Regions from separate parts of the Mus musculus genome. Here all the other regions are linked to region 2. Evidence: chromatin contacts called from public HiCAR-type, HiChIP or PLAC-seq and promoter capture Hi-C data. All regions are on one chromosome and are shown on one strand. Each heading gives the region's core, a stretch centred on a gene start, on an enhancer-like site or on the middle of the called end of the contact. The rest is flanking DNA. Distances are from core to core; before and after follow the strand shown. Region 1 holds the start of Prkch (protein kinase C, eta). Region 2 holds the start of Rhoj (ras homolog family member J). Region 3 holds the start of Snapc1 (small nuclear RNA activating complex, polypeptide 1). Region 4 overlaps Snapc1 (small nuclear RNA activating complex, polypeptide 1). Region 5 holds the start of Hif1a (hypoxia inducible factor 1, alpha subunit). Region 6 holds the start of Tmem30b (transmembrane protein 30B). Region 7 overlaps Prkch (protein kinase C, eta).

What was found. Promoter capture Hi-C pulls out the DNA fragments that hold promoters and counts their contacts. HiCAR-type assays count read pairs that join an accessible place to other places. HiChIP or PLAC-seq counts read pairs in DNA pulled down with a chosen protein or histone mark.
Region 1: a HiCAR-type map of astrocytes shows a contact between it and region 2, with 5 times the contacts expected there. The contact joins the promoter of Prkch here to the promoter of Rhoj in region 2. A contact is called at or near these places in 4 of 39 promoter capture datasets (embryonic stem cells, liver and stem cell-derived epiblast-like cells) and 1 of 115 datasets of contacts at active chromatin or transcription factors (astrocytes).
Region 3: a promoter capture Hi-C map of hematopoietic stem and progenitor cells shows a contact between it and region 2. The contact joins the promoter of Snapc1 here to the promoter of Rhoj in region 2. A contact is called at or near these places in 8 of 39 promoter capture datasets (cranial neural crest, embryonic stem cells, hematopoietic stem and progenitor cells and 4 more), 3 of 115 datasets of contacts at active chromatin or transcription factors (astrocytes, bone marrow-derived macrophages and embryonic forebrain) and 1 of 9 other capture datasets (embryonic stem cells).
Region 4: a HiCAR-type map of astrocytes shows a contact between it and region 2, with 4 times the contacts expected there. The contact joins the enhancer-like site here to the promoter of Rhoj in region 2. A contact is called at or near these places in 4 of 39 promoter capture datasets (embryonic stem cells, liver and stem cell-derived epiblast-like cells) and 2 of 115 datasets of contacts at active chromatin or transcription factors (astrocytes and stem cell-derived neural progenitor cells).
Region 5: a contact with region 2 is called in a HiCAR-type map of astrocytes, with 4 times the contacts expected there. The contact joins the promoter of Hif1a here to the promoter of Rhoj in region 2. A contact is called at or near these places in 2 of 39 promoter capture datasets (embryonic stem cells and hippocampal neurons) and 1 of 115 datasets of contacts at active chromatin or transcription factors (astrocytes).
Region 6: a contact with region 2 is called in an H3K4me3 HiChIP or PLAC-seq map of embryonic forebrain, with 4 times the contacts expected there. The contact joins the promoter of Tmem30b here to the promoter of Rhoj in region 2. A contact is called at or near these places in 1 of 39 promoter capture datasets (hippocampal neurons) and 1 of 115 datasets of contacts at active chromatin or transcription factors (embryonic forebrain).
Region 7: a contact with region 2 is called in a promoter capture Hi-C map of hippocampal neurons, with 5 times the contacts expected there. The contact joins the enhancer-like site here to the promoter of Rhoj in region 2. A contact is called at or near these places in 5 of 39 promoter capture datasets (cranial neural crest, hippocampal neurons, maxillary cranial neural crest and 2 more) and 2 of 115 datasets of contacts at active chromatin or transcription factors (acute myeloid leukemia and astrocytes).

What each region holds. Positions count from the first base shown.
Region 1 is chr12:73,583,428-73,586,127 of GRCm38.p6, forward strand. Prkch (protein kinase C, eta) reads left to right here and starts at 1,369. Exons shown (of 14, transcript NM_008856.4): 1 at 1,369-2,098. The coding sequence starts at 1,736. It overlaps LOC115488016 (collagen alpha-1(I) chain-like), which reads left to right and starts at 251. Exons shown (of 3, transcript XM_030247047.1): 1 at 251-340; 2 at 784-882; 3 at 1,003-1,708. The coding sequence starts at 251. The coding sequence ends at 1,668.
Region 2 is chr12:75,306,994-75,309,781 of GRCm38.p6, forward strand. It overlaps Rhoj (ras homolog family member J), which reads left to right and starts at 1,320. Exons shown (of 5, transcript NM_023275.2): 1 at 1,320-2,008. The coding sequence starts at 1,831.
Region 3 is chr12:73,963,080-73,965,779 of GRCm38.p6, forward strand. Snapc1 (small nuclear RNA activating complex, polypeptide 1) reads left to right here and starts at 1,418. Exons shown (of 10, transcript NM_178392.5): 1 at 1,418-1,667. The coding sequence starts at 1,483.
Region 4 is chr12:73,981,385-73,984,084 of GRCm38.p6, forward strand. Snapc1 (small nuclear RNA activating complex, polypeptide 1) reads left to right here. Exons shown (of 10, transcript NM_178392.5): 9 at 1,094-1,195; 10 at 2,479-2,700. The coding sequence ends at 2,513. Among named protein-coding and RNA genes, the nearest start is that of Syt16, 15 kb to the right of the region's middle. Within about 2 kb of position 1,362, at least 57 of the 459 cell types and tissues checked have an H3K27ac peak or open chromatin away from gene starts, as enhancers often do. A contact at or near this core is called in astrocytes, where this site is marked.
Region 5 is chr12:73,906,555-73,909,254 of GRCm38.p6, forward strand. It overlaps Hif1a (hypoxia inducible factor 1, alpha subunit), which reads left to right and starts at 1,313. Exons shown (of 15, transcript NM_010431.2): 1 at 1,313-1,770. The coding sequence starts at 1,736.
Region 6 is chr12:73,545,036-73,547,735 of GRCm38.p6, forward strand. Tmem30b (transmembrane protein 30B) reads right to left here and starts at 1,360. Exons shown (of 1, transcript NM_178715.3): 1 at 1-1,360. The coding sequence starts at 1,304. The coding sequence ends at 243.
Region 7 is chr12:73,698,417-73,701,116 of GRCm38.p6, forward strand. Prkch (protein kinase C, eta) reads left to right here. Exons shown (of 14, transcript NM_008856.4): 7 at 1,765-1,892. Among named protein-coding and RNA genes, the nearest start is that of Gm34189, 82 kb to the right of the region's middle. Within about 2 kb of position 1,330, at least 52 of the 459 cell types and tissues checked have an H3K27ac peak or open chromatin away from gene starts, as enhancers often do. A contact at or near this core is called in hippocampal neurons, where this site is marked.

The DNA of each region.
Region 1 (2,700 bases), core at 119-2,618, 1.7 Mb before region 2:
ACTTTGGAGAGCTCTGCCTGAACTGAAGTGACCCTCTACTTCCTTGCCCCACTCTTTCAGGAAGCCTTGGTATTTCCAAGAGAGGCCCATCCGGCCAGCCCATTGTTCTCCATCTCATCCTATAGTGTGAAGCTGTTACTGGTGAGGTCTCAACTCCCTAATGAGAAACTGCCCAGAACCTTCTCAGCAAGCCAAACCATGTGCTAGAAAGGGGACAGACGACCAACCAGCCTGTTCAGTAAGAACGAGTATGGTGAGCGTCCTTAAGCGTCTTAAGAATGGCCTGGACTTTATAGGAGACATATTGGTTGCGGCTGGCCCTCAGGGAGCAAGCTTTATGGTAGAATGGATTAGACCAAAAGGTGTTCCTAGGAGACAAAACCTGTAGAAGTCACGAGATGGGTAAACTTAGGGTCTGCCCACTCTGACAATAACAACCTAGAGTGTTTGTTCCTAGAAGAGGCAGCTGAAAGCCACTGTGTGTCAGGGTGGCGCATGTGAACACTTTGCTGCCCTTATAATGCAGGACTAGGTGGACCAGCAAACCGCCTCTTGCGGAGGAAGGGACTTATTACATCTTGGCCTTGTCAGTCTCCAGCAGAACCAATCTTTCCTGCTCTTTGTGCAGTGACACACCTCTCCCAGGAAGGAGTACAGGATTTCCATCATTACCATTGCCCTATTAAAAAAATACGCAAACAAAACAACTAATTACTCTCTGCCGAAAAGGCACATAAACAGGATGAGTCTAAGCTGAACCTGGGATGACCCATTCCGGTAAAGATTAGGAAAGGGACCTCCCCTTCCCCACAGAACACCCGCCTCTGGCTAGGGCTCTGTCACCCTCCGGCAGGGTCTCCAGGCCACTACTTAGGGTGGGAGGTAGGAACTCCCTGCTGCTGATTTTCCGCATCCACCCGTCCTGCCAATTCTCTCCCCGGCTGTCTCCCACGCCTCAGGTGTTTGCTGGCGGTGGGCCTGGAATCCTTTCTTTTTGTCCAGCCCCTTAGGGCAGCCTCCAGCCCGAAACGCACCGCCAACCCGGCCACCGGGAGCAGGGATCCGCGAGCACTCAGGGCGGGAACCGCCCCTGGGGTGAGTGGGGAGTGCGGGCCCCCTTCACCGCGTAACCCCGGCACCCACCCCTCAAGGCGGTGCTGCCCGCGGTGCGCCACGCCCCCGGGGTCCGGAAGGCGTGGCAGCCCGCACCGGGCTTCTGAGAACTTGGAGCCCGGCGGCGCGCGGCTCTGGCCGGGATGCGGCTGCGGTTGCTGCTGCTGCTGCTGCTTCCTGGTTCTCAGCTCACCGAGTGGGGGAGAGCGTGAGCCCGCGGAGGCGGGGGCAGGAGGAACGGGCGGAGGCGGGGGCAGAGACGCCAAAGCTGGAGCTAGCCGGACGGGTCGCTCCTGCTCTCCGGGGAGACTATCTGGCCGGCCCCGGAGAAGGGGCGAGCCCCGCGCGCTCCAGAAGGACGATCGGGAGCCCAGCAGCCCGCCGAGGGCTCGGAGCCCGGCTCCCCTCCTTTCCACCTCAGGAGAAAGGGCGGGAGGGAAGGAGGGGAGGGGAAGATCCCTCCGAGGAGGCGGAATGGCCGGTCGCAGGGGGCTCGGGCGCTGCTTCTTCCCAGAGCTGCCTCCACGCCCGTGGCAGCGGAGAGGACTGCCCTGAGCCCGGGCTCCGGGTTCCCCAGTGCCAGCCAGCGCGGCCCCCTCGGGGCTCCGGCAGCAGCGCCGGCATGTCGTCCGGCACGATGAAGTTCAATGGCTATCTGAGGGTCCGCATCGGAGAGGCTGTAGGGCTGCAGCCCACCCGCTGGTCCCTGCGGCACTCGCTCTTCAAAAAGGGCCACCAGCTGCTGGACCCCTACCTGACGGTGAGCGTAGACCAGGTACGCGTGGGCCAGACCAGCACAAAGCAGAAGACCAACAAACCCACCTACAACGAGGAGTTCTGCGCCAATGTCACCGACGGCGGCCACCTGGAGCTAGCCGTCTTCCACGAGACGCCCCTGGGTTATGACCACTTTGTGGCCAACTGCACGCTGCAGTTCCAGGAGCTGTTGCGCACGGCTGGTACCTCGGACACCTTCGAGGGCTGGGTAAGTAGCGATCGCCTCACTCCTCCATGTCTGCTGGACCTTCCCTCCTTTTAATTTTCGAAACTCGTCAGAGTCCCGCTCCCTCATCGCCCTGCAGGGGAAGGAATTCCCTCTAGACTTCGGTCCTTTCCCAGGTGGCCTGCACTGTTGACGCGACAGCCGTGGGTGTATGCGGGCGCAGGTGGGACTCTGGGAATCCGTCCTCTTTGTGGACCTGGACTTTGCACTTAGGGGAAGCCCAATAGTGATACAGAGTTCCATCCCCCTCCTCCCGGGGTAGGGGGTTTGGGAATCACAACTCTCATATAAAGAAAAGCAGAGAAAGGGCGATATGAAAGGGATATGGTTTGAATCAAGTGCTTCAAACACTTCTTAGGAGAAAGCCATACATTCTCGCGAGTATTATTCATAGTGTTTATGGATGCATGTTGGTTCAGCCACACAGACGTGCACACGTGTTTCAGCATGCACATCCATTACATCCCAGAGGTACAAAAGCTACACTGGCAGGGATCAGAGTGAGTGCATGGCTTTGCACCCTGGCAGAGTTTTGTTTAGCTTTTCCCTTGGGGATTGGGGGCGAGGGTGGAGGCGGGAGTGGT
Region 2 (2,788 bases), core at 70-2,569:
GGAAGGAGGAAAAGAAGAGGGAAGAGGAAAAGGAGGAGGAAGAAGAAGAAAGAAAGAGAGAGAGAGAGAGAGAGAGAAAGAAAGAAAGAAAGAACGAAAGGAAGGAAGGAAGGAAGGAAGGAAGGAAGGAAGGAAGGAAGGAAGGAAGGAAGAAAGAGAAAGTTATTTCGAATTCTGAACTTTGGGGATTATTGTTATGGTAACATAACATCCCTGATACACTCTATACCTAATTGAAATGTTTTTCTTTCATAGGAAAGAAATGTTGGGGCACCAAGCATCATGGCAAGTTTTACTCTATTCAAAACAGAAGAGGTGTGGACTCTGTACCTTGACAGCATGCACATGAGTTGTAGGTACCTAAGTTACTGACAGTCACTAAAGCTGACTTTTCCCCGTCCCGGCCACAGTGAAACCGCTCAAAGCCCTTAGATAATCTGCAATCTTCAAAATCTCATAGGAAAGCAAAGGGTTTTTTTTACTTTAACCCATTCGTCAAAATCATTTGTAGGTTCACGTTGTCCATTATCAAATGGGGCTTCGTTCTCAGGCACCAAACTGGCTGCTATGCGCCTGTGTCATTGAGGAGAGCTGGGCCTACCCAGGGGGAGATGATTCGAAGAAAAGGAGAAGCCTCTATGCATACACAGCATTAGAGACTCTAACCAAGCCAAAAGGCCACACTATGTGCCTCTCTCTCTCACTTCCAAAAGTGTGAGTCCTGAGCTCAGCATATCTGATTGAGCCCAATATCTGATTGATTTCCTCTGTTTAAAAAAAAATCATTGGGGTTGTTTTGGGGAGTCTGAAATGTATATTTGAGCATTGTGCTCAAACACAGACTTGTAAACTTGGTCACTCATAATATACCTACAACCTGCACAACGTTCCCCCCTCTTCAAAATCGTGTGACTCTGGAAGATTTCCTTCCTTGTTGCGGAAAAGAATTGCTTGAGATTCTCGTTTAAGGGAAAAAAAAACTGTCGATTTGAACTGGTGAGTCAGGGAGGGAGGATGACGTCATATGTTAGCCTGCAATCCCTATGAGGTCCTCTCAGCTCCCTCAAGCTCTCAAACTCAGTCCTCTCCCTAGTTTCCGCGGCAGACACTGCTCCCCGGGTTCCATCCTTTCTTCTTTGGCTTCTTCCCAGCCACAAGCCAGCAGCCTGGCTAGCTAGCAGGGGATAAAGCAGGAAGTTTGACAGCTTAAGCTGGCTGCAGGACCCCTAGTGTTTTCCCCTCTCCGTGTCCTGGCCTGGTTCCCCAGAAGTCCAAACACACGCACAGAGCCCCATTGTTGCCGCCTTCCCCGGCCCACTGATCCTAATATGGAATGCAGCAGGAAACCCACGATTTCCTGACACTCGGCAAGCTGGAGGAAGCGAGGGGGGGGAAACTCCGTTTAAAAGCCCTTCTCTCCTCCATATTAGTTGTGTGGTGGAAAACCGGGCAGGAGTTATCCAAATCCCACCGTGTCATTAGCCAGGCTGGGGATGGGGAGGGTAGAGTGAGATTCTCACGGGCTGCTGATATTTCTAGACTGCCAGGAAGTCCCGGGAAGTCTATGGACATGAGAGTTTCTTAACTCCAGCTCTACCCCCAACTCCACTTCTCCGTTGGGATTGGGAGAAAGGGACAGACCCTTTTCATCCCTCCTCCCAAGAGTGCCTTCCTTCTCCAGCATGGTGAGCTGCGGGGCTCGAGTGTGTCTGGGCTGTGCCTGGGAGAGCCCGGCCAGCCAGAGTCAGGCCGCCTGAGCTCCAGCCTGGGGCCGGTGCCACCGCTCCATGCACTGCAGAAGCCCCAGCAGCTGCTGCGGGAGCCGCCAACATGAGCTGCAGAGAGAGGACCGACAGCAGCTGCGGCTGCAATGGACATGAGGAGAACAGGATCCTGAAGTGCGTGGTGGTCGGGGACGGCGCGGTGGGGAAGACCTGCTTGCTGATGAGCTACGCCAACGACGCCTTCCCAGAGGAATACGTGCCCACTGTGTTTGACCACTACGCAGGTAGGAAAGCGTGGGGACCAACTCCGTCTAGATGAGCGGTGGGGTTCTGGGCACAGCTACCTAGCGTTCAGAGGGACCTGGCTTTCGCCAGAAAGTCACAGACTGATGTGGATCTGGCAGGTACCAGGTAACTCCATCAAGAATGGTGCTAGGATCCTGCGGAGACCCTGTACATCCATTCACATGCTTCTCCTATTGAAACAAATGTGCAATCCTGGGGAAATATCCTCCAGAAATGTTTCTCAACATTTTTGCCTAAACTTTCTTCAACTTTTCACGGTAATTATTTTTTTTTGAAGTGTAGTGTATTGCAAAATATTCCATTTTAAAAAAATCACCGCTAGACACATGGAAAGTGTTCTACTCTCTAAACTTTTTCTACTCCATGCTAGTCATGATCAAACGGCTAATAGAACCAGCTAATAAAACCTTCTTTTTTTTTTTTCCTGGATTACTTGGGGCTTAAATTTTGTACTTTCACTCTTCTGGGATGGTAGATAAGGAGAAAAGTGTCCCACGCTTTTAAATACTAAGTGGAAAATTAAGTAAAAGATGGCTATGTTTTTTAAAGTAAAAAATTCAAATGCAATTAAATCGTTTTCAACTATGTCCTGAAAAGACAAATTTGAGTATCTAGTATTTTAAACCGTGATCACCCCGATGCTGTAGTCACAACTTAATCCTTTCAGGGGAGTTTTAGTGTTTGAGGGTTTGAAGGTTTGTGGTGATGTCAGTCAGCATCATGCCTTGTTTCTTGACATAGCTGCCACCCCTAAGCTT
Region 3 (2,700 bases), core at 168-2,667, 1.3 Mb before region 2:
TTTGAAGAATATGAGTTGTAGATTGCAATTCTATTTTCATAAAATTAAAAATCAACTATAGCTGGGCGTGGTGGCAAACGCCTTTAATTCTGCACTTGGGAGGCAGAGGAAGGCGGATTTCTGAGTTCGAGGCCAGCCTGGTCTACAAAGTGAGTTCCAGGACAGCCAAGGCTATACAGAGAAACCCTGTCTCAAAAAAACAAAAAAAAACCCAAAACAAACCAAAAAACCCACTACAACTAAAATATATGTATACACACTGGACATCAACTTCTGGCCTCCACATGGGCCAGGAGGTGTGTTCATGAAAACACACACACACACACACACAAACAAACCATTACAAACAATAAAATAAATGCATCCATACAAGCACATCCCAGAATACCTTTTCTAAAGATTAGTGTGCCTTCAAAACAGAAATACAGTTCAAATACAGAATGCTAACCCGTAACAAGCCCCTGGGAGAAGCTAAAAAGTGGGATTTCTAGAGAGCTACTTTAGCCAAACAGTATATCAGACAGTGTGCTAGATTGTCAGAGGCAACAACGGTAGGAAACAGCAACTGCTGCCCAGAGTGGTTGCATATTACTTGGAGAGCCACAAATTAATCACTCAAGTAAGCATAGACTGTAGGGGATCTTGGCAATGAGGAAGAACCACGGGAGTTCCTTCCCTAACAAGTTCTCTTTAGATCATCTTCCCACGTGGAGGGAGGTTAGGGTGGTTGCTACTGTAGAGTCACTTTAAAGAAGACTGGCAGGCTAAGTGTAGTTTACATAAGTCAGGAGGCAATGAAGACCTCAAATCCTTTTGGGGGCTGTTAGTTGAGGCAGAGGCAGGCGGATTTCTGAGTTTTAGGCCAGCCTGATCTACAGAATGAGTTTCAGGACAGCCAGGGATATACAGAAAACCCTTTCTCGGAAAAAAAAAAAAAAAGAAGAAAGAAAGAAAGAGAGAGAGAGAGAGAGGGAGGGAGGGAGGGAGGGAGGGAGGGAGGGAGAGAGAGAGAGAGAGAGAGAGAGAGAGAGAGAGAGAGAGAGAGAGAGAGAGAGAGAGAGAAATCGAGTCTTCATGTCCTATTGATTAATAGTTAGCAGGCACTACTATTGTTTTATCTACCTACTTATCTAATTTGAAGGTCTTATTTATTTATTTATTTAGAGGGTCTCTCTATGTAGACCTGAAACTCGCTGCATACACCGGACAGGCTTGTAAATCACAGAAATCCTCCTGTCTCTGCCTCTCAAGCACTGAAATTAAAGGCGTGTATCACACCAAGTTCGGCTTCCTAGACTAAAATCACCTTGCATTTACGCACGCGCAAGAAGCGCCACAGGCGCCAGGTAAGACCCGGATGAAGGCGGGGCTTGAGGTCCCGGATAGTACGTCACGGAGTGCGCGTACGTGATGTGACGTGACTGGGGCGGTGCTACAGGGCCTTCTGGGCATTGGGGAAGCCGGGTCCGGGAGAGAGTGAGCATGGGGACTCCTGCGGGCGCCGGGACCCGTCCCACGGGCGCTGGAACTGTTGAAGGCGTGGGGATCCCTCCGGGCCTGCAGACTGACTACGAGACGCTGCTCAGCCGCTTCCAAGAGATGGACAGCGTGCGCTTCGAGGACTTCACGGAGCTCTGGCGCAGCATGAAGTTCGCGACCATCTTCTGGTGGGTGTGCCTCGTCCTCCTACCCTGTCTCTCCTGTGGGGAACGCAGCCTGCATCCCCGACCTCCGCCTTGGCGGTTTCCGTGGGTCGCCCTTGCACTCTGCTGGCTCGGCCCTCTGCATCTCCACCGCCTCCATCCGAGGCCAAACCTCCTCCAATCTTGATTGCCGAATGAATCCGCGGTTAGAAACAAAGTATTCCCACCGACACAGGGTCCTCTACGAACGAATTCATTTAGCATGCAACAACTGACGTTGCAAGTGCAGGTTTGAATCTCTGTGTATCGCCTTTAGTTGGATAAAGCCTAGATTCAAGCCAGTAGCTGCCTTTACCTCTGTCCCCAGCCTCATCTCCAGTGCCCACACCTTGCACTCACTCTCTTGGCTCGAGTTGCTTTTGGTACTCCACTGGCGTTTCCTAGCCTGGGAATTTTCCATCTCCTTTTGCTTGTCCACTTCGTCAGTCATTTTTGAACCCAAATGACAGTTCTTTAGGGAATTCTTTTGGCCTTCGGGACTAAGTGAGAGGCTCGAGTTCTGTCTACCCCCAGCACGAAGGGCTTATCTCACCGTCTAGAGTATATTTCATAATTAGAGACGCAGTCTTGGATAACGGTGAAGAGTGGAGATGATGGGTCTTGGGCATCAGGATTTGAATACAGCTCTCCAGTCCCCCTCCCCCAGATCTGAGACAACCCTTTTTGTCTGTAAACTAGATCATGATAGTGTGGGAATTAAATGAATCAATATATTAGCTGGTTCGACGTGTGAAATTAATGTTCAGAGTTATTACTACTCTTTGATTTCTCCCTTAGACTGAACTTAGTGAGAACAGCCATGTGATTAATGTGGTATTCCTTACTTGTTTTTGAGACTTGCCCTCATTGTGTGTAGCTTTGGCTGGCCTGAAACTTGCCGTTATACCAGACTGGCCTTGAGATCTGCCTGACTCTTCCTTCTAAGGTCAGGCATTCACCACCTTGCCCACGTTTGAATACGGTGTTTGTATTAATTACCATACCATATAAATTCTTG
Region 4 (2,700 bases), core at 112-2,611, 1.3 Mb before region 2:
CACTAGAGGGCACCTGACATGCAAATGAGCACAGAGACTGATGGGAGGAGACAAGCATGAAGGGCATTTCGGCATACAGGAGGAGGATGCTGGGTAAATGCTGGGCAAGTCTGGGTGGCAGGTTGTAGATTTAATGTGGGGGGATGTTTGCTCAATCTGCCTGACTAGATTCAATTCCTGTAATGTCTGTCTGTCCTTGAACTTCCAGTCCTCCTGCCTCCATCTCACTAGTGCTGGGGACTATAGGTGCTGGGTATTGAACACAGAACCTGAGCATGTTAAGGTTAGCGCTACTGACTTAGCTACATCCCAGCCCAACTCCAGCGTTTTTGAAAATGGAAATTCACGGGCAGATAGTACTAAAGAAGGATGTGAGCTTGTGTCTTGTATAGCTAAAGAAAAGGTGTTTGTATTCAAAATAATAAAATGGAAATCTGTTCAACTTTCAGTTATAAAGTTGAAATAACCCACATGATTAAGTCCCTCTAGACGCCCTGTTTTATGTAGTAACAATCAAATAAGGCATCTCTCCTAACTTTTGTATCTTCTCATTCTCTCTATTTTGCCCAATAAAAGAATAGTTTTCAAAGCAGAGGAGGGTTTTGTTGTTGTTTTTGTAGGTACAGGGTTTCAAAACATATTTCAGGTTAACCTGGAACTTGCTTTGTGGCCCAGTTAGATCTTAGACTTGTAATCTTCTTGCTTCCGCTTCTTGAGTGCTGTGGTTGGTCCGTCTGATTGTCTGCCTGCCTGCATTTTATTTTAATTAATTAATTGATTAATTAATTAATTGAGGCTGGATCTCATGGTAGCCCAGGCTGTCCTCTGAGTGCTGAGGTTATAGGTGTATGCAGCTACGCCCAGGGACACATGTATCTTAAAACTTAAAAGATTAGACAGATGGAGAGAGGGATCATTTAAGGCTGAGATAGTCATGTGGAGCCTTGGTAAGCTAATTAGAAAATAAACATTTAAAGGATTTCTAGTCTAGAATGCATAATTACGTTGCTATAATTTCAGTGTTAAAACATCTAAGATCAGCATTCCTTGTTTCTGTATACAGTCATTTCTCACTATGTCTAAATATTCCTAGGTAACGCTCCGAATGAACGTAAGGAAGAGAAGTCGTTACACCTGAGTATGCCTATTATTACAGAGGAGGAGGAGGAGGACATGGGTGGCGTCAGAAAAGCAGGTACCCGTGCATCTTTTTAGCTCCTGCATCGACTTAGGCTATTTCCTCCCTAGGACAGGACTCATTCTTCCGACCCTCGTCTTTGGCCTGTTGGAGCTTGTCAGTGTTGTCCTGGTAACCATGGACTCACTCCACAGCCTGCAAGCAGTGATGCAGTATCCGGATGTGGACGCCTGCCAGGAATTCTGCTGGTGTGACCGCCCGCCCGCCTGCCCGAGAAGCTGCTTGCAGGCCTCTGCCCGGCTGTGCTCTCCGTCCTGGATGCTCTTCTTCTAGGAATCTGTTTTCTTTTTCTTCTGACGCCCCTCTCCCCATTTCCTTTCTACTTTTCATTGATGAGGACTATTTCTCTATCATGTCTTCCTAAGGTTGTGTTTCTGTGTATTGTATTTAATGATGGTTATTTGTGTGATAGTTACTGCATTTAGCTGTGAGAGCCAGAAGGATCAGAATACTTGCGTGTGTGTTGTGTTTCTAGGTTTCACTGTCGTGGAATCAGACTCTTCACTTTCTCTTTGCACGAGCCTAGACAGTTCAGTGTTGCTGCCCTGGGGTCGTGCTAGTTGTATGGAAGGCAGGCATATGGAATTCAAGCGGAGTAATTGTGAAGGAGGGTTCAGGGTGAGTGAGGTCTCCTCTCATCGGCATCTCAGTAAGACTGGAGTCCTGTCGTCTCTTTGGAGGTCAGAGGCTCTCAACTGCAGTTTCATTTGAGGAAATTCCGCATGTGTGTCAGCAATGATTTATTTTTTCTCTTAAATTGTAAGTTAGCAATCATTTCCGTCTAATTTTTCTTAAGTATTGAGATACTTGGGTCACTGGGCGTGGTGGCACACACCTATAACTTTAGCACTTGGAGGAGGTCCACTTTGAGGACGGCCTGGGCGCTATACTCTGAGATCAAGTCTCAATAAACAAACCTTTAATCCTAGCGTTCAGGAAGCTGAAACAGGAGGATTACAAGTGTGAGGACTAACTGGGTCACATAGCAAGTTCTAGCCCAACCTGAACCATGTTGTAGCTTTTATTATATATGTATCTTTACATTTTAATATATATTATGCATTTTAATGTCTGTGTGTGCGTGGTGTGTGTGTGTGTGCGTGCGTGTGTGAGTGCGCATTATTTATCTACCTGTTTCCTTCTTGGGTCTTGGCTGTGGGACATTATTGGTTGGGTTAGTCTGTTTTAAATATATGCAGGTAAAATGTGTATTATTATATAAACCTTTCATTTAGATGTCAGTATTTTAATCCATGGAGTTCTTAACCTTGTATCCACAGAGTTCACTGCGCCCAAGAGGAAGAGAAAATGCTGAACCGGGAGGCTGGTGGAGTTTTAAATTTTGAGCTTTCCAACAGAAGAAAGGTGTCATGTGTTCTAAGCAGGAAGTAGCCAGTGAAGACTGGATCTGAGAACAAGCTCATTTCTGTGAGATGGAAGAGCATGCCATAGGCCAAGAGTTGAGTAAAGGTTTACTCTGAAGATTAATTTTAACATTTTTG
Region 5 (2,700 bases), core at 63-2,562, 1.4 Mb before region 2:
TTCATGCATTGTTTATTGTCTTATTAGACCTGGACATTATGTGTATTTCTAGAGGGCATTGTTTTTGGATTTGAATGCAATTTAAATGTACCATAGATATCTACATTATTATACAACCCAAAGTTAGATTGTAACAATGTACTAACAAGGCAAAGAAGAGATACTAAACAGTCTAGTGTCAGGTCAGTTTCAGAGACCCCAGATTCAGACTCAGTTGTGTCTATAACACGTGTGTGTGTGTGTGTGTGTGTGTGTGTGTGTGTGTGTACACACACGGGCACGAAGTGTTCCTTTGTTGGGCTTGGAATACTTTTAAAACAAACACACACCATACCCACAGACCTAACATTTATGCTTCCAAAGACCGACTAAAAATGATGGCTTTAATCCATAGCTCCCAGCATAGCCGGTGAGCAGTCCTGTCAAGGTCTGTAGGTTGAAGGACTTGTTCTTCTTTCAGTCTAAACAGTGAACTAAACTCAGTCTGAAACAATTCTTGCACCTTTTCTGCATCCATTTAAGATGATCTTTGTCAGTTTTTAAAGCAACATGAAAGCAAAATAAGTCTATTCAATGCCTTTTCCTGTCTTGTCAAATTCAGGCTTGTGCTCTCACTTATTGAAGCTGTTGTTTATTTGTAAATGCTTAAGATAGTTTATTTTTAAATGGCCCTGCAACTTCCCTCCCCTTGAGAGGTTTGGCAAGACGGATTTGTTTTATATTTTTATCTGCATTTGCTCAGTAGTCAAACTTTGGCCCAGAAAATCTTAATCACTTGGAGACTTCCCTTGTTGTGTAGCAAAGAGCGGAGACTGGAGACTGAGTGGTGTCGGTCACCTGGGAAGGAGGGACCCCACTCTAACATCAGGGGGGCTGGCTGCCAGAACGCAAAGTTGGCTTTTTTTTTTTCAACTGGAAACTCGGGCGGGATGGGCGGCGACCGGGTCCAGCCACGCAGCTAAGGAGTAAGCGAGCCTCAGAGAACTCTATAGAGAGCCGGGGCGGTGCGAGCCAGGCTCGGACCCAAGCTTGGCAGCCCACTCGCTCCAGCAGCGCCTCCCAAAGCCAGACGCAGCTTTCCATTGAAGGTGCAGAGACCCCCCCACCCCCAGACCTGGGCTCAGCCGCACCCGTCGCTCGCCCCTTTTTCTTCCCTCCCTAGCTGCACACAGACAAGCACGTGAGCGGGGCAGCTCGTCCCAGCTGGGGCTCAGCTGACCTCCTCCTGATTGGCTGAGAGCAACGTGGGCTGGGGTGGGGCCTGGCCGCCTGCGTCCTTCACCATTGGCTCTCCGGGAACCCGCCTCCGCTCAGGTGAGGCGGGCCCGCGGGCGCGCGCGTTGGGTGCTGAGCGGGCGCGCGCACCCCTCGGCTTTTCCCTCCCCTCGCCGCGCGCCCGAGCGCGCCTCCGCCCTTGCCCGCCCCCTGCCGCTGCTTCAGCGCCTCAGTGCACAGAGCCTCCTCGGCTGAGGGGACGCGAGGACTGTCCTCGCCGCCGTCGCGGGCAGTGTCTAGCCAGGCCTTGACAAGCTAGCCGGAGGAGCGCCTAGGAACCCGAGCCGGAGCTCAGCGAGCGCAGCCTGCAGCTCCCGCCTCGCCGTCCCGGGGGGCGTCCCGCCTCCCACCCCGCCTCTGGACTTGTCTCTTTCTCCGCGCGCGCGGACAGAGCCGGCGTTTAGGCCCGAGCGAGCCCGGGGGCCGCCGGCCGGGAAGACAACGCGGGCACCGATTCGCCATGGAGGGCGCCGGCGGCGAGAACGAGAAGAAAAAGTAAGCCGGGCCGCCGCGTTCCGTGGACTGGCTTTTTTTTTTTTTTTTTTTTTGTCTCCGCTCCCCTTCCGTCCCCCCCAGCCTCACGCGCCGGGCTCCCCCGCGGTCCACGTCGCCATCTTGGCGCTGGGGGTGGGAGTCGCGGGCCCTGCGCTCGGCGGGGCTGGGGTCTCCGCCCCGGACACCCGCCCCGCGCCGTCGCAGCCCAGCCTGCCCCGCGCGCCCATCCGGCCGAGCCGGCCAGGGCCGAGTACGCCTCTAGCTCCCGCGCCTTCCCTCCCCGTCCTCCGCGTTAGCCGCGAGCAGCGGGCCCCGGGCGGACCCTGTGCGCGCTGCCAGCTTCCTGGGGTCGAGGCCCTCCGAGGCCGACCCGGGGCTCCCCCGAGCCGCCTCGCTGCGCCGCGGCCGCCGTTGCCTTTGTAGGTTAGGGAGTTTCTTCTGGGGGCCCGAAGACGCTAACTTTCTAGTTTGCACGTGCGGGTTTGGTTGTAATCTGGAAAAACTTGCCTCCATCAGAGTAACGGGAATTTAGGAAAATGGCATCATTGTAAACAACTTCCAATTTCTACAAACTTGTGTTTGCATCACCTGTCAGGAGAGCCCAGACGTTATGTATCAATATGTGGCTGCCTCGTTCACTCCTGAAAATAACTTACGGATAGTTTTGGTTAAATTTAGGCCGGTAATTTCATGGAGTGGGGGCTATATATGATGAAAGCCGTCGGTTAAAATACTGAAAATTTATTGGAACACCTGAAAAGAATTGTTTCCAAAAACCATACATCTGAAGTGTGAAATCTTCCATGAGAATTCAGTGTAAGTTTATGAAACATCTTGTGGTTTGAGTCTAAGGAGAACATTTTAGAATTGAGTACAGCTAGTGGTGGTAAGATCGACCCCTGCCGCCAGCACACAATTTTGTCTACTTCG
Region 6 (2,700 bases), core at 110-2,609, 1.8 Mb before region 2:
TTCCAATCCAGGAATCTTAAGGACCTGGCGTGTCAAGTCGGTAAGCCATGGAGAAGATGGGGAAAATGGCAAGATGTGTCACTCTGCAGTCCAGAACCTGAGAACAGTCCCGTGGCGGGTAATTCCCTTCACCAGGCCCATCTTCCACAACAGATCTGTGGGCCTGAAGTTGTGTTAGGAACAAAGGCCACCGCTAAAAGCGGCTTGGCCAAGAAGCAGGCAGGGTTTCTTGGGAAGCAGGATCACTCATCATCGTTGTCGTCGTCGTCCTGGTCCTGGTAGCGAATGTAGACGACCAGCATGACAAAGCCCATGACGATGCAGAGGGAGCCAACGACCAGGTAGGCGATGCCCAGGAAAGGGTTCTTGCCACCCATCCAAGAGATGTTGCTAAGAATGATGAGCTTGTGGCCGCCGAAGGCGCGCACCGGGTAGTTGTAGGTGATGTTGACACGGTAGGTGCCCCGGGGCAGACCGGCGGAGTAGTTGCCCTGGCGGATGCGCGCATAGAGCTTGCGGAACGTGGGCAGCGCCGCGGTGCGCATCCACACCACGAAGTCCTGGTTGATGAAGCCGGTGTTGTTGGGATCCGGGCTGAGCTCATAAACCGGCCGGTGCCAGTTGGGCGGCGGCGCCGTGCCGCGGAAGGCCAGCGCCAGGCTGCCGTTCACCAGCGGCGGGTTGCGGAACTTGACGTGGTAGTCGGTCCACCAGGCGATGGCGGTGCGATCGAGCGGCACCTCGACGAAGGGGTCCGAGGGCTGGCGCTGGTGCCAGAGCGAGAAGGAGTCGTTGAAGAGGCTGTTGGCGATGGCGCCGCACGGTGCGATAGGCAGACCGTCGGAGCGGAACTGGTAGGGGGCGCACTCGTTGGCCGGGTGGCGCAGCGCGCTGGCCAGGCCGCTGAGCTGCGCGTCGTCGCGGGACACGCCGTAGCGCCGGTTGTTCTGGTAGAAGTTGGACAGCTCGTAGTAGAGGTACACGGGGCCCGGGAAGAGCTCGGGCAGCGTAAAGCTCCAGGAGCAAGCGCAGCCGGGCGGCGGAGCGCGGCCCTGGCCCTTGGCGGCGCACACCGAGCAATCGCCGGTGCCGGGGTTGCCGGTGTAGTCGTACTCCAGCTCCTTGATGCCGTTGGAGGAGTAGAAGAGGCCCAGGCCCAGGCCGATGAACGCCAGGCCGGCGCAGAAGAAGAGCGGCAGCGCGATGCCCGCCGACAGCAGCGGCTGCCAGGCGGGGAGGCGCTGCTGAGTGAAGGCGGTGTTGTCGGGCTGGTGCGCGCCCCGCGCCGTGGCGCTCCAGGTCATGGCGGGGATCTCAGCCGGGGCCTGCGGCCGCCGACTCTCAACCCAGGATCAGCGGCGAGCCTCCCGCCTCCGCTCGCCTGCTCAGCTCGACGGCTGCTCCCCGGCCCCGCCCCCAGCCCGCCCGCCCGCGCAGGTGCGCCAGCCCCGCCCCCCACGCAGGTGAGGCCGATTGCGGGGCGCGCTGCCTCTGCCCCGGGACTGCTCAGTTCCGCCACCGCCCAGGTGACCTGGGACTGGCTCCGCCCCTGCATGGCGCCCTTCCCAGGTGAGCAGGGCGAGGCTCCTCACCACACCAGGCTCTGGCCCTTCGATCCTCCCTGTCTGACTCCTCCTCCTCTCTATTCCTCCTTCTCTCCCTCCTCCCACTTCTCCTCCCCTCCTCCTCCCAGCTCTCCCGCTCCTCCGTGGGCAAGTGATGGGCTCAGAGTGGGTCATCTCTTTGGTCAGGTTCCTGTCTCCTTCCACAGGGCCCGAGCAACTTTCCCCAGATCACAAGCCTGACTTAAACAAGAAAGTTCCACCCCAGAGCTTGCTCCAGGGTGGGGTTCTGTTGGCTTGATTATTTATTACCTCGTTAAGGCTGTTAATCCTCGTTATTTAAGGAAAAGGGTGAGTCTTAAGTAGGGTTTCACTTAGTTTTCAAGCACAAAATACAGTGCCCTGGGAGTTACATTGTGGTAGCTGTATCAATTTCAACGTGGAGTTCTTATTCTCCCCTTTTTATGTAAGGGGGGGATTAGTTCCTAGCCAAATGCTCCAGTCTGGTTTAATAACTACAAAAGGTGAAAAGTTCTGTAAAAATAAAATGATTTATTAAGAATCAATGACTGGGAGAGTTTGCAGCCTTTGAATGTCTTCTCTAGCTGGTGGGAGGAACCACCAATGAGAAAAAAAAATGCTGTGGCCTGAATGTGATGTTCTTTTCAGATCTTCTTGATTAGAGAAAGGCCCGACCCAAGGCCCTGGAGGGCCTCGCTGATATCCACAGCCAAGGACATTTGCGTGTTTGGTCCTAGTTGAACTAGAAGGATGTATAGGCTGTATGAAAACTCCAACCAGCCTGGGCCTTGGGGCTGGTTTGTTTGTTGTTTTTGTTTGTCTCGGGGTTGGTTAGAATACACAAGGGCACAGGGGGCTATGCATGGAATCTTCCTTAGGTACAGAAGTACACTCCTGCAGCTCATACAGTGTGAATAGCTTAAGTGCTTTCTCTGTTATTCGTGCATACCCGTTTATCCAAATCCAAAGAGACTTGGAAAACTAAGAGCTGTTGGAAATATTTTTAATGTTGTCTTCCAAGTCTTCAGCCCTGTGCCGAACAATGTAGAAGAAATGGCAATTAGGCCAAACTGGAATCTTAGTAGTCTAATAAGGCACTCTCCGGCTGTTATTTGTT
Region 7 (2,700 bases), core at 80-2,579, 1.6 Mb before region 2:
GGAGGTATAGCTGAATGACCAGAAGAGAAGGTTTGGGTTCTAAGTGAGAACTGGCTCTCATCAGAAGTAGGGAGCAGTTGAGCTGTCACATTAGCAGGAGCTGCGTGGGTTGTCTGCAAGAGTCCTGTGGTGTGACTGAAGAAGCTGGTAGGGCAAAGAGCGAGAGCTGAAGCTTTGATGGTGGCTGGCACCTCACCAACTGCACACGGTGCTGTTTGGAGCTCTTGCCTTTTCAAAGGCTCTGAGTGGGGTAAAGGCCAGCACCTGTTTTGTTAGGGGTTGTGGAGCTATTGGCCCGGAGTCATTTTCCATGAGTATGTGATTATCTGGGGTGCACCTGAAGCCTTATGAGACACACACTAGGATGACAACTTTCGTTGGCTGTCTGGGACAGTCAAACTGTCTGTCAGCAAAAGGGACCAAATTCTAGCAAGGCGTAGTAACTCATGCCTCTAATTCCAGCACCAAGGGTCGATCTACATAGTGAGGCCCAGAGCAGCCTGGGGTAAGAAGAAAACCAGCACAAACAGCCCATCTCTCTGGCCCTGTGGCACCGTTTTTCATTCACCTGAAGCAGCAGCAAGCTTAAGTGAAGCAGCAGCTTTGCCTGAGGTGTTGCTTGCTACTGGTCTCAGGCTCTCACGGGGAGTGAGCCACTTCCGTTTTCCTGTATTTCCGGCTAGGGTACAGATCCACACATAGGGATCACCTGTAGCCCTCTGTTCCCGGGTGCCCCAGAGCAGCAGACCTGCAGTGACTTGACTCCTTCAACTTTTGGTTTTATTGCCACAGGGCTTTTCTAAAAGGCCTTTGTCGTTTGCATCTCTCTATACCAGTCGATTTCCCATGAAGCTAATGGAGCTTAAGCATCAGGGCCTCTCTCTGCTTCACGCGGTGTCCGTTTTCATAAAGAAAGCTTCCCAAAGGACAAACGCAATCCCCATAACGTCTAGGTTGTTCTGTGTCTCCAAAGACGGAGTGGCTCCATCGAAGAGACATTTATTGCACAAGGCTTCAGCCGGGCCTTCTGTCAGCAGGACCCACTTCAAGAAACATGATAGTAATTTATGTCTGCCGATTAAACCTGGGAGCTGTCATTGTCCCGGGAGCTTCACAGATAACAAGAAATGTAGCTTGCTTTGCTCCCTTCTCCAAATGTCATTAACCCTGACCTTCAAACACTTCAAAGTTTGCTATTTTTTTTCTTCCCTATAAAACAGTTAGAACCACAGCCCTACCGGATGTTCTTTGTGGGCTAGGAGTACCACCCAACCACAGCAGTACCCGGAAAGAAGGTGCATAAACCCTTCAGAAACCCATTTCCACCTTGTTTGAACAGTGACCAAGCTGCAGCCTGGAGACTGCTGCCTTTATTTAATGGCAAGAGGGAGTGCAGTCAGTTAGCATGATCCTTTGTTATCTAACCGCCCCGTGATGGTCTCTGTGATGAGCATCTTCATCTCTGTATCGTGTCTTGCTGCCAAGGCAACTGTTACGTGTGATTTAGATGAGTCTATCCTCTCGAGCCACGGTGAAGAGAGTCAAAATCTATTATTCGAAGCCTGCTATTCTTTCATGCTCTAGCATTTCTGCCTCTGCACTAATCAGAAGCAGGGAAAATGCCAGGACTTGTTCTAAATGCGAGTTTAATCTTGTGAGATCACACTGCCAGCTGCCCGTATCGTTCTTCTGTCACAGTCGTTAGGCTACCGATGTTCCCTGCAAGCACGTTTGTGAACCTGGATTCTCTTCTCTTCCCTCCAGTATGTAAGATGAATGTACATATTCGGTGTCAGGCGAACGTGGCCCCAAACTGCGGGGTGAATGCCGTGGAGCTTGCCAAGACCCTGGCAGGGATGGGTCTCCAACCCGGAAATATTTCTCCAACCTCGGTGAGCCCTTTGCCTCTGGCTGTGTATTGTAGGTTGCAAGTTATTCCGGTGCAATGAGCTCAAATGAGAGTCTAGGGGGACATAATCTCAGCAAATCCAGTGAACAAGTCTGCTGTGCTTTAAAAAAGGCATTTTATCTCCCCAACTAGAGTCTACACAGTTAGGGCTCAAAACAGTGAGCATGCATGTATATCATGAAGCAAGAGAACGGACTCACCCCCCACCTCCCCTTAAAATCAGCTTCCTATCAATCTGGTCTGGCAAGAATCTCAGAATCCAGATGCCTAGGGTACGCCCCTGGCTGGTGTCCAATCGGGACAGCTGGTCAGAAGCCACCGGCCTCTGCTTCCTTATCTCTAAATGGGGTTGAAGGTGCCAGTGCCTGGGGTTCTCCACTTCCCTAGACTGCAGCACGTGTCCAGGGTTGTGAGTTCATCTCCTGCTTTCTGCAGCAGACAGCTCCTTCCTCGGGACGCTTGGGAATGGGTGGAGTGGTTTTCTTGCCCTGGCTGTGTTTTGTCCTGCAACCTCCCCAAGTGACATCCAGCTGATGCTGTCCATCAGAGCCTTAGCTGCTGCTTCCTAGTTCTTAGTGTTGTCTTTCTGGCCCACATCCTTGGTTGGAGGCTGGGAAGCAGCCATGTCTGGATGGCTGTGAGATCTGGAGCCAGGCTATGTGACAGTCCCAGAATGGGCAGTGCCTCCTTCTCTGTAACATCAAGTGTCTTTAGTGTTATGGTATTCAATACTGGGGGAAACATCTACCTGCTGACAGCACATCATTAAAAAGATAGAATTATAAGTAATC